2 separate regions of the Muntiacus reevesi genome follow, and region 2 is linked to region 1. A link is a contact called in public Hi-C data. All regions are on one chromosome and are shown on one strand. The core of a region is the stretch at or near the end of the contact, and the rest is flanking DNA. Distances in the headings are between cores, read along the strand shown.

What was found. Hi-C and Micro-C count contacts between places; a contact is called where the count stands out from the background.
Region 2: a contact with region 1 is called in a Hi-C map of muscle, with 2.9 times the contacts expected there. The contact joins the promoter of TMEM17 here to the promoter of EHBP1 in region 1. A contact is called at or near these places in 2 of 3 Hi-C or Micro-C datasets (blood and muscle).

What each region holds. Positions count from the first base shown.
Region 1 is chr3:43,598,156-43,601,158 of mMunRee1.1, reverse strand. It overlaps EHBP1 (EH domain binding protein 1), which reads left to right and starts at 1,523. Exons shown (of 22, transcript XR_010662331.1): 1 at 1,523-1,741; 2 at 2,578-2,981.
Region 2 is chr3:43,764,177-43,767,179 of mMunRee1.1, reverse strand. It overlaps TMEM17 (transmembrane protein 17), which reads right to left and starts at 1,534. Exons shown (of 4, transcript XM_065927260.1): 1 at 1,385-1,534. The coding sequence starts at 1,484.

The DNA of each region.
Region 1 (3,003 bases), core at 274-2,773:
CCTGCTCTCTATCCTTAGTAAGATTAAGAATGTGCTCTAATTATTTCCAGGACTCATCTTGCTTGTTTTCTTTTCATAAGTTAGTTTCCCTCTTTTTCTCAATTGACCCATTGCTTCTAGGGTGCTGCTACTTCTCTGACCATTCCCTCCTGTCTCCTTCCCACCTAACTTCTTCCTCAAATGCTGAGATTCCCCCCCAAAGTTCATTCTTTGTCTTCTTTCTCTAAACCGGAGGTCTGTGGAGTACCTAAAATTGAAAGCAAATATTTGTCTTAGGATAGGATCTATTTCTCCTCGGTAAAATATCTATACCTTTCATCACCGTTCTCAAAAGGGTCCTTGGCTCCTTTAACAAGGTTAAATGCCCCTGCCCTGACACTCTTCTTAGGTTATTTCATCCTCTCCTTTGCCCATAACCACTCTTTTTATATGCTAACCCTCCGAAACTCATCTATAAGAGAGAGAGAAAAAGATCGATAGCGAAGAGGAGAAACTAGGATTCATAAAAACGTTTAAGAATTATAACAAGAAGAAATCGCAGTATAAACATTTTATGTCCCTGGTGGCTCAGTGGGTAAAGCGTCTCCCTGCAATGCGGGAGACCCGGGTTTGATCCCTGGGTCGGGAAGATCCCCTGGAAAAGGAAATGGCAACCCACTCCAGTATTCTTGCCTGGAGGAGAATCCCATGGACGGAGGAGCCTGGTAGGCTACAGTCTACGGTGTCGCAAAGAGTCGGACACGACTGAGCTACTTCACTTTTGGTTATTGAATCTGGTTCATTAAGGACTACCAGATCTAATGTTTGGTAGGGGCTTGGCTAGGTCATTACAGTTGGTCAGAGGAAAAATCCCAGGAGGTTAAACCAAGGCTCTGTGCGCAAACACCCTAGCAGCGAGTGGCAGAGAGGGCACACCCAACTCCTAGGGTGGGGATAGGAGAGAAGAGGAGAGAAAACCACAGCAGCTCCACAGCTCACAGCTGCAGAGAAGCCAGTCCCGGGCTCTGCTCTGACTCCAGCTATAAACCCCGCCCAGCACCTTTGACCGACATCCACCTTCAGCAACCACCTTCCAGATCACTATAAACACTCTTCCCTCCTCCCACCTAGCTCTTCCCTCTTGAAGCCAATCAGAGGAATGGGAGGGATTGTCCGTAGAGGGTTCCAATTTTTTTTTTTTTTTTTTTTTAAAGAAGGGTAGATTGTACGCCGCGTTCCGCCTGGCGGAAAAACACCTCCAGAACTAGGGGAGGGTGGAGCTCTGTGATGGGCATCCTGCTCGGCCAATGAGGCGCCCCTGCCCCTCAAAGGCCCGGTCGCCGAGGTGGGCGGGGCAAGCGCCGGGCCCAGCCAATGGCGGCGGGGCGGACGGAGGTTGAGCCGCCGTGGGTAGGGTTAGTGTGAGAGGTGCGGCGGGGGAGGTAATGATGATGGTGGCGGAGGAGAAAGGCGGGGGAGGGGGTGCTGGGCGCTGAGCGGCGGCTCTGGCAGGGTTTTGTAGGGTGGGGGACGGTCGCGGGGCTACTGCGTCCGGGAGGGGGCGGGCGTGAGGCGCGCTGTCCGCCTGAGGGGCTGCAGACCCCGGCTCCCGGGAGCGCCGCTGCTGGCTCGGCTGTTCCATGTGGCTCCGGCGGGGATGGAGGACTCGGTGGCGGCGGCGGCGGCTTCTGCTGCGGCGGCGACGGAGGAGCGGCGCTGAGGAGGGAACCGGGCCAGACTCAGCCCGACAGCGGGATTAGAGGTGTGAGGAGGGGGCGGGAGTGGACGTGCTGCGGGGCCGGGACTCGGGTACCGGGCTGGGGTCTGCTGGCATCGCCTGGGTGACAGAGACTGCGGGCGAGCCACCGCCTGCCTCCGCTGGGGGCAGGGGTCTGGGCTGTGTGCGGGAGGAGAGGAGGCTCCGGCGGACTCTTCCCTGGGGATGGGGGAGGGAGGCACCGCACCCCGCACCGTGCACTTGCCCCTTTGGTCATTGCTTCACGCCCAGGCAGGAGTTTCCATTTCCCTCCGGTTGGCAGCGAAGGTGAATGAGAGCCCAAGTGGCCTGGAGCCGGGACACTGCCCTGTCTCTGTCTTGAGATTTCCCTCCACTCCTCTTTTCCCATCCATTTCCCCCTCCGACTCAGCAGCAGCATTCGTCCCCGCTCCTTAATTTGCTCCACGCACTTATTTTAGGACTTAGAGCTATTAATTATCACCTGAAAAATAAAGTTTATTTAAAAATATTCCACTCCTTCCTCTGACTGGCGGTGGACATTGAGCAGCATCTCTAGACTTTCCCGCTCTGCTCTCCCTTCTGTGATGCTAGGAGGAGGAGGTAGGGCCCCGGCTTTCGCCTCTCAATTGTTGATGCTGATTACCTGATGTGTTGCTCCACGTCTGTGGTGTGAGTTGCAATTTCTTCCTTGGTGTCTTGCATCCTTGACGTTACTGGCTTTTGAGGTTAGTGTTTTGTTTCATTGTTTGAAAAACATGCTGGAGAACTGGGGTCGTCTGTTGCAGTGTTATCTGACGTGGGTGGTTAGTCACTTCTTATGCTTCTCTTCTCATATTTTTTCTCTTTGTTTTGCTTTTCAGTCCTCCAGAATACATATCATATAGACCCGAGGTGGAATGGTGATGTCTCCATGAGGGAACCTCCTCTCACTCATCCTGTCATGTGTGTGATACTCTTCTTGACTGGGCCATTCATCTAGGATGGGATTTACCCTGTGAAACAGGGAGAAGACTTTATGGACCCCAAACATCATTTTAAGTTGTAGTTGAGTTTTTTAAAGTACACACATACATGCAAAGCTCCTTTGCTTTGGACCTTCTGCTTTGTTAAAGCTGCTGTGTTGCTCACCCAGAACTGCTCCACTGTTTTGACTGATCATCATGGCTTCAGTTTGGAAGAGACTACAGCGTGTGGGAAAACACGCATCCAAGTTCCAGTTTGTGGCCTCCTACCAGGAACTGATGGTTGAATGTACCAAGAAATGGTAAGAGTGCCTGGGTGTAGAG
Region 2 (3,003 bases), core at 285-2,784, 170 kb before region 1:
TGCAAATGGAATTCAAATTAAAACACTATGTAATATAAATCAGGAGTAGGCAAACTACCAGCCAACTAACTGTTTTTGTAGAGCAAGTGAGCTAAAAATGGCTTTTTCAGATTTTTAAATGGTTGGGGGAAGTATCAGTAGTATTTTGTTACACCGAAAATCATGCAATTTCAACTTTAGTGTCCATAAATAAAGTTTTATTGGAACACTGCCATGTCTATTCCATTATCATTATCTATAACTGCCACAGAGACCTATGGCCTGGACGGTATTAAGTATTTACTATCCGGCCCTTTACAGAAAACCCCTGATACTTTACATCATCAGATTTTAGCGCCTGTTAAGCCCTGGCTTTATAATCAGAAACGTAATAACCTAATTTTTCACATTATGTTTTTCTCTGTACATCCTAAATCGTAACTAGCCTTAAACTGGGAGGACAGGCAAGTGGTTAGGGTAAAAAATTGAAACGGTGGGAAATGACTTTTCTCTGTTCCCTTTGAAAAAATCCCTGAACCAAGCAAGAGGAAAAGATTTCTATTTCCCAGCACAGTTCAGTGATAAAAGATGCGTGAGTGTGGTTGACAGTATGTTGTCTATCATCATTATTTTAAGAGGGTTAAACTGTTTTGCAGAAAACTGCGTTGTCACTTGTCACATCAAATGCAGCATCGTGGTATTTTGTTACTTGATTTGGGTCAAGAGTTATATATATACAGGGGAGGGGAAGGAGAAAGTGGGGAGACGGCGAGTTTTGTTAAAGGCGCCGCTAGTGTGGCAGCTGCCATTCCGGATTGGAGAACGTTTAAAATAACTCATTAAAAAAAAAAAAAAAAAAAAAACACCTTCTATGTTTTCTGCCAGAAAATGGACTTGTGGCAAGTACCTGTTCTGCTAGGAAAGAAGAAAAGGAAAAGATATTTTACCGGGGTGCGGGGGGGAGGGGGGAGGAGTGGAAGGGGAGATTGCGTGGGCTCTTTTCACTCCATTCAGGGCAGAAAAGCCAGGGCGGAGGCCGTAGAGGAAAAGCAAAGAAGTCGGCCTTCTCAGCCTTCTCGGACGCAAGGCACCGGACGCGGGTTGCGAAGGTGGCTTTATATTATTTATTTTTTGAAGAATGCCAGCGCCACCTCAGCCGCCCCTCTTGCAACTGGCCGGTTAGGTTGCAGCATAATCAGCCCGGGACCAGCTCGTATCAGAGTCCGTGTATCTGGTCCCGGTCCCAGCCAGCGGCCCGGCCCCTCCTCCAGGGCGTTTCCCGCACTGCGGAGAACCAGCTGAAGGCCAAACCGCCATCTTAGGTTTGGGCAAAATTTGGCCATTCCAAACCCCGCGCCAGGTCCTCCGCGGGCCACACGCCCTGCGCTGGGCCTCGGCCACTCACCCGGACCCTCGTTATACTCCGGACCGGTCCGGTTGGAGTCGCTGAACACGGTCCGGCTGAAGTTTCCCAGCCGCTGGCGGACCGGATCCGGCAGCTCCATGCCGGGGGCTCGGTACCGCTCACTGCTAGGTCTCCGGGCGCTGCAGTGCTCAGCTGTTCCCACGGCAACCGAGAGGCGGGTGGCGCTGGGGCTCCGGCGCAGGCGCGGATGCACTGCGGGGCCGAGGCGCAGGGACCCCTGGAACTGAAAGGAATGAGGGGGACACATTCCTGTGGAGCGCGTCAGATGGGTGCAAATCGCAGATTCCTTAGTCTTGTTTTAAGTTCCACCCTTTTAACAACGAATCATTATAAGCAACCTGGGGTTGGATCTTGATATATGAGCTCTAACACCTTGTCAATGCAACCTGTTTGGAAGGAAATACAGAATGAATGCAGAGCTTAGAGAATATTCATGACCCAGTAGCTTATATGTATGTGTATATACACGTACTCTTTTCTAGGAATATATGTTGTTATGTAGTAGGGATATTTTATATATACACATGCCATATATATACGTACTTATATATTCACACATACTGTCTTCTAGGAATATATTATATATTAGGAATATTTTATATATACACACCATGAAAGTGAAAGTCGCTCAGTCGTGTCTGATTCTTTGTGACCCCATGGATTATACAGTCCATGGAATTCTCTAGGCCAGAATACTGGAATGGGTAGCCTTTCCCTTCTCCAGGGGATCTTCCCAACCCATGGATCGAACCCAGGTCTCCCACATTGCAGACAGATTTTTTATCAGCTGAGCCACCAGAGAAGCCCTTACACACCATATATATATATTTATATTTGATGCACTACATTGCAACAATTTGAAAACATGCTTGCAACGAATGTTTGATTATCGGATTAACTTTCAGTAAAAATTAAAAAATTAGATGTAGAACTAAGTGGGAGTGAATCTAATTTAATAAAATGTGTGTGTGTGTGTGGGTGTAAATATGTGGGGAGTAAAGAGGGGAAGGAGATCCACAAGCACTGTGACTTCAGAAAAAGACTAGAAGGAAATAATCAAAATGTTAATAGTAATTTCTAGGTAGTAGATTGTGGGTGATTTGAAAATTTTAAAACATTTATGTATTTTTCAACTTTCTCTCAATAAGATGTATTTTTTTTTAAGAAAAACTATTTAGGTATAATACATATACAGAAAAGGGCATAAGCTGAATATAGGTAACCAGAACCCAGATTAAGAAACAGAACCTTACCCACACCCAAGGAGCTCCCCCTGCCTATTCCACCATAGTTACTAACCCTCCACTACTTACAGACCTTTCCTGACTTCTTGAGCATAGAAGATTTTTGCCTATTTTTATTCTTTACATAAAACTAATCATATAATTGCTTTTTAAAAAACTAACTCTTTGCCTTCAAAATTATTCTTATGAAAGTCCTTCATATTGTGAAGTATAGATTCTTTTTCCTTGTGGTATGACCATACCACAATGTTTATCCCTTCTACAGCTGATGAGCACCTGTGTGTTTTCTAGATTGGAGACATTATGAATAGGACTGTTTTTGGTGAAAATATGCCTTTTGGTGAACATGTAGAT